Regions from separate parts of the Danio rerio genome. Here region 1 is linked to region 2. The links are chromatin contacts, called in public HiCAR-type maps. All regions are on one chromosome and are shown on one strand. Each heading gives the region's core, a stretch centred on a gene start, on an enhancer-like site or on the middle of the called end of the contact. The rest is flanking DNA. Distances are from core to core; before and after follow the strand shown. Region 1 holds the start of parpbp (PARP1 binding protein). Region 2 holds the start of igf1 (insulin-like growth factor 1).

The links. HiCAR-type assays count read pairs that join an accessible place to other places.
Region 1: a contact with region 2 is called in a HiCAR-type map of caudal fin, with 3 times the contacts expected there. The contact joins the promoter of parpbp here to the promoter of igf1 in region 2. A contact is called at or near these places in 2 of 18 Hi-C or Micro-C datasets (caudal fin and hematopoietic stem cells) and 2 of 4 datasets of contacts at active chromatin or transcription factors (caudal fin and pancreas).

The regions. Positions count from the first base shown.
Region 1 is chr4:17,938,606-17,944,838 of GRCz12tu, reverse strand. It overlaps parpbp (PARP1 binding protein), which reads left to right and starts at 3,227. Exons shown (of 11, transcript NM_001040380.2): 1 at 3,227-3,319; 2 at 3,559-3,716; 3 at 5,868-6,101; 4 at 6,196-6,233. The coding sequence starts at 3,564. nup37 (nucleoporin 37) reads right to left here. Exons shown (of 11, transcript NM_001002619.1): 3 at 1,466-1,670. The coding sequence starts at 1,621.
Region 2 is chr4:17,895,897-17,902,053 of GRCz12tu, reverse strand. igf1 (insulin-like growth factor 1) reads right to left here and starts at 3,404. Exons shown (of 5, transcript NM_131825.2): 1 at 3,154-3,404; 2 at 1,916-2,075. The coding sequence starts at 3,201.

The sequences.
Region 1 (6,233 bases), core at 1,978-4,477, 43 kb before region 2:
ATATATTTTAAAGCAGTAATCACAATACCGTGAAACTGTGATATTTTTTATCCAAGGTTATCATTCTGTCAGACTCATATATTGGCCTATACCTAGTTGGAACGATCAAGTCTTTTTCTATGCAGCGTGTTTGCATAAATTACAAGCATATATAAATACAACAGAGCAGAGAAAGTGAAATACACACCGTTTTATGGTTTTTAGGACAGTCTAACAGTATTCAGGTACAGAAATTGAACAATCAAACATAAGAAAACATGATCATCATTGTATAAACAATTAAAAAAATTATTATGTTAAATAATATCTTTATGTTTTAAGATTTAATAAATAACCTAAGCAATTAATCTAATTAATAAATAACCTTAATAAATAATCTAATCCTGTGGTTTGAGTATTGTAAATTTCTATGCTGAAACAATATATTGTGCAGCCCTAATGTAATCAGTGAAGTTTTAGGTAAACAGCAAGCTTAATTATTTTATATGATGAGTAACCATAAATTAACTGTCCCAGAATTCATTGCATGGCACATTACTAACGTGACATTACTATTGTTCTTTTTTATTTTATACCTTTTAGTCCTCTCATCATTTGTGTACTGTAGTGTTGTGTAGCATCTAATATTGATAATGGGTATTGCATGCTTTTGGTGTCACGTGTTACCCTGACGATGTTGATGCTAGCAGCTTAAATATAGAAATGTGTCTACCATACTTCAACTGTAATTTTGTTTTTTACATTTGACCATGAATTTACCATTATTTTATATTTATTGCCCATTTCATGAGCACTTGGAAGTCTTATTGACATACAATGTCTGAGGTTTACATTAAATACACGAAACCAAAGAATGTTGCATCAGTTCATTTAGCGTTTAGATCATGCCAAAATATTAATGCATGCTAGTTCACATACAATTCACCCTAAACAGTGCTCCAGATTAGCTATTTTTAGCATTATTAGTAGTGGACAGAGGGCTGGGTGATATGGCAAAAATCTCGATTAATTCTTTTCCATATTAAACAATGACAATATACTTTTCGATATCAGTTGTTAATGCTTCATTGATTTAAAAGAGTATCCCAACAATGACTGAAGCCACAAAAATGAGAGATTCCATTAAATAGCATGACCTATTTTTGGTGGCCGAAAATTTGGTGCATCTCTTGTATCAATCAACACACTTCTAGATTCCCATTGTTGTACGTTTCTGCTGTGTGATTGGATTATAGATCAATATAGAGTAAAAAAGTCCAGAGCTTATCATTGTTATCGACATAAATTTTATTGCTATTAGATATAATATCAGTTATTATCCCAGCCCTCAGTGGACAGGATGCCAATTGTCTCCTGGCGATCCACCATCCTGAAGGGTTTCTCATTCTCTTTTTCTTGATTATTAACCTGCAGTCAGGTAGCTCTTCAGGATTTGACTCTGCAAAGATCGGTCTTGTGTACTTACCTTAAAACGACAAGTGCCGACGACCACATACTTGTTTCCTCCGTATGCCAAGAGTGACGCAGGTGAGCCACAATCATATGGACTGAACTCCACTACGTGGACATAGTCCTCGCAGGGCACTGTGTAGCTTGCAGAGCGGACTGTATCATCTGGCATCTTCCATCAAATTGATCTTTATTGTTGAGAAGAAATGGGTTTGCCTAACCTTTCAAAAAAGTTTAAAAAAAAAGGAAATTAGGAAAACGTACGACAAAGTAAATATGCATTTTATAAGGAGAAAAACTAATTTGTAAAATATTATTCTAATGTGTTGTTATAGTTTGTCACAGTTATGAATAGTTTTGTTTCCTTCATTCAACACTTTTTAAATTATTTATTTCAATAAGAATGATCCATTCGACTGCCTGCTCTACCAAATGGATGACCATGTTTTGACAGTTTTAAATAATGACTGTTAATGTTTACACACACAGCATTGTTGGTTTACAAAAAAACTAAAAAATAAACAAACATAATTCTGTTGCTCTAATACACTTGGTTTTATTGTAAAAAAACACAAGAAAACATGTTAGATGAGAATCTGAAATATGTTTATGGCATACTTCAATAAATAAAGATGATTTAGTATTCAAATGTTTTATTTTGATCATATTTTTAAATAAATTGGTCCTATATATACTTAATATATTCTCATTTTTTCATAGTGTATGTATTAATTTCAGATCTTTTACCATATACCGACATATCTAGAGGCAGAGGTTCTCAAACATTCATTGAGTGTGTTAATTTACTTAGGAGTTAATAAATGCGATCAAAAAATTGAAATTTCTTGAGGCAGTTAAAGGGTTATAAGCAAACATACACATCATGTTACCGTTATAATGCGTTACATATAAGTTATAACACTTTAGATTTCTTTGCACACATCCTTTCATTTTACTATAGTATATTTCTTTCAGAATGCAGACAGCTGGCTAACGTGCAACGACTCAAGCCCACGAATAGCTCGCGCATGTAAATATGTATTAAAGATAAATATGACAAACCTGCAATAACTTTTACACATGTACGAACTCAGAAGGCAGTCTGGCGGAGTGATCTCTGCAGCATGAAAACACACACGAGCTGCTTGTTCTCAGCGCGCTTTCTGGTCACGTGATCGCGCGTGTTTACTTCCAGGTTAGTGTCGTCATCGTGACGTTAGCGCATAGAAAAAAGATCAGCTTTTAATTTTATTGAAAAAACAAAGACATTTTTTTGTTATTAACATCCAGTGTGGGACTTATGGAGTTGTATGCATTTTGTATTTTCGGAGATGTGTTAAATCACAAAAAATATACAGCATTTATAGATGCCAAGTACCCTTTTCCTGTTAGTGAGTATACTATATATGCTTTAAATACACACCGACGTTATAAACAAATATATAATGCACAGAATAATAGTTTAGTCTTTTACAACTAACGTTAAGAGCGTTTATTTATTTCTCTGCAGGAACTGAAATCACATAATCGGATTTACAGTCATGGGGAAATGACCTACACTCATATAAAAAGTGTTCTCGTGTTCCCCAACATCACCACATGAGTTTTATTTCTTTTCTTGTCAACAATCGACACGAATAACGATTTAGATTTGAAAGAAAACAGGACTGTTGTGTTGTGTTTATGACTTCCCGTTTGGAGGGGCGGGGCCAACGCAACTCCCCCTGTGATTGGTCTAGGCGTACTGGCATGTGGATTTAAATCTACAGGCAGCGGACCAGTTTATAATAACTAACATCTACTGGCGTCTTTTTGTTTTCCCCATATGGTTCACATTAGAGACCTAGGACGCGTCTAAATATCAGTTTTGGTAAGTTGACCTAGGAGGATTGAAGGCTCTGTTCCTAATAAAGTGTAAAGGGGCTCCTCTTGTTCCTGACTATTATTGTGATTTGCTTTATGTCTTTGGACTTTCTGTTCTAGCTCAGTGGTGGAGTTGGAAAGCTAGGTGATGCTGGCTGGGCTTGCATGTATGTTCTGCTGTCTGCTCATAATCATTTCAGTGCTGATCTGATCCATTTTTCTGGCCCTCTTGTACGTTTTGCAAAGATTGAATGTTGGTGGTTATGGAGGAAAGAATGAGAACGATGGCCAGGGTCTTCAGGAGAGAGTGCCACAGGGTGTTAGACTCTGAGAGAACCACTATCCAAGGGGCAGATGGGATGCTGATGGTCCTACAACTTGCTATAGCTGGAGTAAACAAGCAGGTAATGTTGCACTGTTAGATCGATTACCAGCAGTTAAAGAAAGTTATTTTAAAAAAAATATATTATTTTAAAATGTATAGCAAAACACTTGTTTTTGAGGTCTGTAAATGAGTGTTTTATGTAGATCAGTGGTATACATTACCTTTTGAGGACAGTAAAATTTAAAAAAATGATTTCAAAGAAATTATTGAAAAAATAACTTATTTTTTAATAAACAGCAACTATTTTCAAGATGGTTGTCAAGACGGTTTCAAAGATGTTTTTTTTTTCTTCTTGTGCATCAGATTTGCACATTACAATAGTTTCTGGAAGATCACGTGACACTGAAGACTGGAGTATGCCTATTGCTTGCTGCTAATTGAGCTTGGACATAACTTGAGTTAACATTTTACAGGTTTCCTCAATCATATCCGGATGCAGCCTTTATGATGCAAGCTGAGATTGCATCTCTCAGCGATGTAATGTCAGACACATTGCACTCAATGGAGCTAGTGAAGTCTCTGTGAGGGTTAAGGGGTAGGCATGGGCCAGTATAAGTTTCTGGCGGTATGATAAACTTGAATAAAAATACCATGGTTTCACAGTACCACAGTATTGTGATTACTGCTCTAAAATGTGTTTTTTTTTTATGTCTCGTAAAACAAAACAAAACTTTTTTTTTCCATTATACACAATTTATTATATTTTAAGAAACATTTATAAAATTTTGCAACAATAGAAATGTCAAGCTAAATAGTTTAAATAAATCATCTACTTCTGCTATCTAAATTAATTTCAAAAACAGATTTCTCTCAGAATTTTATTTTAACACCTAAAATACATTTAAAAAACATGACATATACATTGGGAACAGTATAACAGCACATTTTACCGGTATTAAAACCTTAACTTTTCCAAACTGCAGTAAACCTTGAAACTGGTTATCGTCTTATGCCTAGTACGGGGTGGGGTTAGGTGAGGCCATTAAAAAGCATTGCATGCAGCTCAGATTGCATCTGCACCAGGTTTGCATCCAGACCCCTCTCGGTTTCCTCCTGATCTTAATTTACCTCTTCCACAATTTGAGGCCTTAAAAGAGCTTTAATCAGAGCAGAATAATTAAATTTGAAGTCATGGACCTTATTATTCCATGCACTGTAAAAATAGTATGTTTTCCCCAATACAAGTAATACATAATTACTTCCATTCAATAAAAAAAAATAGTTAGTGATTAAACTAAAACAAACAAACAAAAACTGGTAAGTGTGGCTTAAAATACAGTTTATTAAATGTGGCTTTCATAAGCCTTTTGGGAGGCATTTTTCTTGCTTGTATCATTTTGATTCATTTCACTGAAATCAAGATTTTGTATAATTGTAAAATCTTGATTTAAGAATTCTTAGACATTTGCACTAGAAAACAATATTTAAAGACAGAAGGAAATTTCATTTTAATCTGTGATTTTGGCTACAGTAAAATAATTTCTTTATTCTAGTTTTTGTAAATAGTTATTTAGACATTAAAAAAAAAAAAAAAATATATATATATATATATATATATATATATATATATATATATATATATATATATATATATATATATATATATATATATATATATATATATATATATATATATATATATATATATATATATACATATATACATATATTAACTTAAATTTCCTTGCAGACGTTTACATAATTTCTTTTAGGAAATCACAGTTTTGACTCCTCTTTTTTGATCAAATAATTGTAGCATTATTAACATTTTTCAAAAACAAGATCTTACCAAGCCCTAGAATTTTGAACTTTGTGGTTTTACATGAACATCAAACATGGAAATTATTCTTTTTTTATTATTATTATTTAATATTTTATTTGATTATGTGAAATTTGCAGAGTGACTTATTCTCGGTGGAACAGTCCATAAAATAACGCTGACTAACACAAATTGTAATTGAAAAAATATATGTATAACCATTTTTCGGACTGACTGTTTTGTATATCCACTTTGTGGCTTTTTAAACTCCACTTTCCTGAACTTCTGCGATAGGAAAACCAAATCATTTCACACAAATTTGGAAGGTACATTTTGTTCCGTATCTGTACATTTTCTTTGGAGTGGTTGTGCGTAATGTCCTCGTCCCTGTGTTTGCTCTTTTACTGACAGGAACGTGGGGACTTTGGCGTTGCCTTAAGTGAAGTCTTGGCTGTCTGGAAGTACTTCCTTCTGGATAAGCTCCAGTTATCCCACAAAGATATACCTCTTCCACAGAGCTATGACCTCATCCGAAAAGAGTACGACTGCTTTTTGAAGCGCACCAATACTGTGGACCTGATTGACGTCTTCAGTATGTTCAAGGAGCTTCGGTTAAATGAGGACCCCGAGGAGCCCCTAACCACAGTGAGTGCTGCCAATGGGCCTCACGTTTAGTTGTTCTAACAGTCGTCTTTCCTAAAGATGTGTAATCTGTGTTGTATTCTCATTCAATATCTAGATGCAAATGTTTCAATTTCTCTTTGGAGAAAATGAAAG
Region 2 (6,157 bases), core at 2,155-4,654:
AGTTGGACCACTGAAATCAGATGTCATAGACAGGGGCAATTGATTTTACAGGACGACAGGAACAATCTAAGATTAGAAATTAAATATTGCTATAAAATATATCCAGTATAATATTTCATGTTTCCTCATGATACAGTTCACCTAAAAAATGAACATTTTGACATTTATTCTGCAAGTGAACACCGCAGATAGTATAGAAACAGAAAACTTGTCAATGCTCAAACCACATAGATCCCTTATTAGCAGCTGTTTCAATAGGCTGCCAAGTGTAAACCATAATTTAAAATGGTTAAAGTCTTTCTGTGATCACTCACAAGCAATTTAAGTGTGAGTTGGTCTGGTAGCGTAGTTATATGAATGTATAAATACATTTGCATTAGATTTCAGTAAAATATTCTGCTAAACTAATACATACAATACCACGAAGGTGTAATATCAGCATTGTGTCTATTAGAAATATTGTCAACATGTATTGTAACTTGATTTGGCTGAAGAAACATTTTGGGATTTTCAGCAAAAAATATGGAGCGGTCTGCACATTTATCTAAATATCTACTTTTGTTTTGCACAGAAGAAAATGTGTTTAAGTAACATTTAAGGGTTGTATATTTAATGTTTGGGGTAAAAAATATAAATTTGAATATTTCCTATGGAATTGAAATTATGCTTTGTTTTATTGTGTTTGTCAAAGTGTTGTACAGTAAGTTCTCATTATTAGTAAGCACAACCCTGCCAAACACATATTACAGATAACAATTTAGTAATGCACAATCAAGATAGGTAAAGTATATGAATAAGTATAAAAAGCAAACAAGCTCAAGAGCTCCTGAAACTTTCTGCCTAAAGCTGATTGGGATAACCCAAGACTCAGCAGTTCTCATGGCTTGTGGAAAAAGAGAGATGTAAGTCTAGGATCCAGAATGGTTTTCTTTGGGTAGTCCCCCGTACTCAGTTGGAAATAAGATGTGCACTACATTTATTCGCCCTGCCTACTTGTGTCCGCCAAATTCCAGCAACCTCATTTTGGGAGCAAAGCATCTGGCTGATCTTCTTTAACTGTAATACACCAGCATCAGTCAGCTGCCACATTTCTCTCAGCTGCCTCTTTGGCATTGCAACACCTCACCTTGCAATAATGTAAACTTTTTTTTTGGTTAAATTATGACATATCTAAGATTGAATCTGATATCTATTCTTTTTCATTTTGAAAATTGTTTTGATAATAAAAAGTGGGAACTGTATTAAGAACTGACAAATTACGTCTACTAGAACCTCAAGTTTTTATGCATTCTGGGCAATGATTCACACTATTTTTTTGAGGGCCTGAAAACTAGATCTGGGCTTCCCAAAGCAAATTTTTGAAAATGCCAGGACAATATTCTCTGCGCAACTACAAGTTACAAAAATGACTTTGCGAAAACAGTCCTGTCATACCTGCAACATTTTAAAAAATTAAATAATTGATAACTGCTGGACCACACGTGAGCAGATGTTACATCGCCACCTACTGACATGGAAATGAGTGCATAATACAGTGTTCCTATTCTTTCTGCACACGCAAAGAAAAAACGTTTCCATTTTTACACAGTACCCTATAAATATACAAATTTATGGCCATGATGAATCATGTATAAGACCAGAAGCATTGATTGACAAGTAAAGTGTTAGGTTAAATTAGATTGATTTGATTGTAAACATTTTACCCAATCAAACTGAAACTAATTAAGCAAACAGAAAAAGGGCAATACTTGAAAAACTGGACAGCAAGACGTAAAAAAGGATGCTTTTCTTATTCATGAGTGGCGCATTAGTGCGTGGGGAACTAGAGAGAGAGAGAGAGAGAGAGAGAGAGAGAGAGAGAGAGAGAGAGAGAGAGAGATGATGCAGTTGATGAATAAATAAAAAGTGCACTTACTGAAATAAAAGCCCCTGTCTCCACACACAAACTGCAGCGTGTCTACAAGCTCCGCCCCGCACAGCGTCTCCGGCCCCGCCTCCAGAGTCGCGGGAGTCAACGCGAGGACGCACAGCACCAGTGAGAGGGTGTGGGTACTCGGGAGACAGCGCATGGTACACTGCATCCCAGAGAGAGGCAAACCACAAACACATTACAATCACACGCTGAAAAAAAAAACTAAGGACAGTATGCAATTTTATTGACATTCATTATTATTATTTTTTAATTAATTTTCTTCCTCACTTTTTATTCTTCATGCATGTTTCCCCCATATATGCTGTATTTCACTGTCTATCATCTGCACATTTATTACTGTCATTCATCTGCTTTTACACGTCTAACATCATGCAAAGGCAGGTGTCTGGATATTCTACTGATTAAAAAATAAAATACCAAATCTGATCAAATGCACCTGTCTATGCATAGAGTGCACTTTTGAGCGCGTGCATTTACTTTAATTGTGTTTCCCTATCAGATATTCTTTACTCCTCCATCCGCACACAATCTCGCTAAAGCAGCGCGTTATTTCGGAACACTTCTCCACAAACGCGCGCGGAAATGTCTCCAGCGCGCGCTTTGAAGCGCCTGGTTCTCGCTCGTGCCAATAGGACACTGCTGCTTGAACCAAGTGTCCGGTAAAAGAAGAGCGCTTTTGTAAAGCATGCATTTTTGGGGGTTTGGATAAAACTGTGGTTCACCTACATATACGTGAGGTGGAACTGGAAAGCTGCAAAGCCGCCAAACCCAAAGAGGAAGCACTTTACATAATAAAGAGAATATAATGCGCAACGCACAAGTACGCAGCAAAACCTTCAGTCCTAGCCCTTAATCATGTCGACTCAGCAATATTTACTTTTAAAGGACTGGATATACAAGTTGGTGACTAGTGCACTGCGCAAATGAACTCCCTGGTGCATCATGATATGACTCACCATACACATCATGCAATCTGTCGTAAGTCTGAAAAGTTTGCCATAATAGACTGCAGCTGTCAGATCTTTAACGTGAAATACTTTTGCATGCACTGACTAATGCGTAAAGACGCAGAGTAGTCATTGCTCATATTTAAATGTGAGCGCAAATTGTCTTCAAATATCATTCAGTTTTTATCTAAAATACTGCTTTAGTGAAAAATTAAAGCCATAATGGTAAGTCCAAAGTGTCTATTTGCTCTGAAAGGAAATAGGTTAAGTTACCTTAAAGACATCACACCAATGCCCCTGGAAGAAATGACCGCTAGACATCCCTTTGGGTCTCCAGCAAAAGCCCAGCAAAAATGAACTTGTTTGAAGTCATTAAAAAGCGAGAAAGAGGATGAGATGCGGGCAATGTCACATCTCAATATTCCGACTTTGTTCCATTGCGCAGGCTCGTTGTGGAGAAGTGAGATTTAGCGAACAGGAGACGGATTTGGAGAGAAAATCCCTCACATTTATCTACATTACAGAGACATTTTCAACAGGAAACAGCTGGGGCAGCATTTGCCTTCTCCGCTTGCTAAGTTACTCATTAAGGATTTTGGGCACCCTGTCAAATAACGTCATCTGTTTCTTAGAATAGGCTCGAATTTGGATCTTTCTAGGACTCACTAACAGCAGAAAAGATTGCACTGCAGAATGAAAGCGAATATGAGAGGTTGAGAAAGTGGTGAGTTTTTAGAGAGGGACAGAAGTTGAATTCAGACCGACTGCCGTGCGTAATTTGTACGGTGTCTTTTTTATCACCGCTCTATATTCTCAGCTGACTTATCTGTCAGTGCTGGTATTATAGCTGCTGTAAATTTTAAAAGGGTAACATATATTTTAAAATACATTTATATAGAAATGCCGTGCCTCAATAAAACAGCTGAGATAAAATAATTAACAAAACCTAACGTTCTTGTTTTAGAGTCTGTAAAAAGTATCCTAAAGTGGTATATGATTACGCAGCTCGAGTTAAATGCCTTACGCTAACACCTTTTAAACAAATGAAAATATATATTTTTATTCTGAAGTAATACTTATTGACACCTGTCAATCAACTGCGACATACATATGCACAGCCTACATACGCACGCACTCACCAAAATCCCTATAATGCCAAAGCAAACATCAAACATTTATTTATTTAGTTCATTATTTATTAATTCATTCATTAATTTTCTTTTCAGCCATAGTCCCTTTATTAAATTGGGGTTGCCACAGCGGAATGAACCACCAACCACCAACTTATCCAGCTTATGTGTTACGCAGTGGATGCCCTTCCAGCTTTACACACACACACACACACACACACACACACACACACACACACACACACACACACACACACACACACACATATATATATATATATATATATATATATATATATATATATATATATATATATATATATATATATATATATATAAATATATATGAATGAATGTATGTATGTATGTATGTATGTATGTATGTATGTATGTATGTATATATATATATATATATATATATATATATATATATAGCTGGAAGGGAATCCACTGCATAAAACATAAGCTGGATAAATGTATAATTAATTATTTGTAATATCCTTTTATTAACAGTATATTACAATTTTGGTGCCTACTCAAACACTTTTGACCACGGGTGCCCAAACTTTTTCTTATCAGGGTAATTTCCTAATTTATTAATATTGAAAAATAAATAGAAAAAATACTTCAATGATATTAATAATAATTTTTAATAAGTAATTTTTAATAAATAAGTAATTTTTTTTAACATTTTATTAAGAAATTCTTACAATAAAAACATAAACAAATACATTTAGAACACAATGGTGTTCAATGCTAAATACACTAATCAAGCTTAACCTGCCTTTGCCTTGATTTGCTCGTCGATGTCTTTTCAAGAGTTCATACTTAGCTGATGATTAATTGTAAGCAAGTTTGGCATGCTGTCCCGGGAGAGAGCCCTGAGCCCAAAAGGTCCTTGAGCCCTGGGCTCCCTCCCGTTTGCAGGGCGAGAGGGAAGCTTTGAGCTCAGGTAGATCTCGATAACTCCCCTTGATAAGAGTTGATGGCTAAAATGATTGCACAGAAACAACAGCAGTCCTGATAAAGGAATAGAACCAGTGACTTCCCACTGCAATGCAACAGTGCCAGCCACTGGGCCGCCCTGCCGCTCTGTGAAGGGAAATGTGGAGAGGTAGGGGTGGAAGGGAGGATTCTTTTAATCGAAGATGACTGTAGTGAAAAAACCTGGCTCTTTATAGTGGGTTAGGAATCGTCTGATTGGTGGATCATACATAGCTAATGCAAGACCAGCCGTGTTCAATCATAAGCACGTGATCCTCTCAAAATTAGTTTATAAATAAACTTCACATGTATTGCTTTCTATCTTCGAGTAACATTTTTAAAAATGTTCATGCACAACATTAAAATGAAACATTTCATTTCAGCTGACTTTTTTGTAGCTCAACAATGGTTATGTTAAATTAGAAATGACAATCTCTATTGAAGGCATTCTAATTCAGATTGGATGGCGGGCCAAATCAAAGGTTACCATGGGCCAACTTTGGCACGTAGGCCCTATTTTGGCTATCGCTGCTTTATACACTTTATAAGCTGTTATATTGTACTTGCGCAATTAAAACAAACATAGATATTGTTATACGTATATCTATGTGGTTGATGATTTACATTCAGTAGCCTACACTTATATTATTATTGTTATAACTATTGTTTAGGTGGTATTTCTAGGAAATTCAACAAAGAATGCCAAAGTAATCTGATTTCTACTGAAGCTTATTAGCATTAGTATATTCCTTCAAACTGATTGTGTTGTTCATTAATTTAAAGATTGCAGCTATATGCTTTCTGTTTATATTGCATTATGTATAAACTGTGGTCTGATATGTTAGGACACACCTGCATTGTTTTTTGTAAAATCCGTCCAAGGCTTTTTCAACCATCATCACTTTACATAGAGATGTGACAATGAATCGTTCTGATACGATTTATAAACTGAACCACATTATCCACACTCATCAGTGCGTACACGTGTAAAACACTGCAATAACATAATCGGAGGAAAAGAGGTTGTTGAGTATTTATTTGATATAATTCCTGTCTAGATGATTGATGCTTAGCCTGGCTTCTTGGGTAGGTTTTGTCAAAGCACGGTCTGGCTGACCTCAGAGGAATGAGCTCTCTCATTGCTTCGATGAACAGACAGTGCA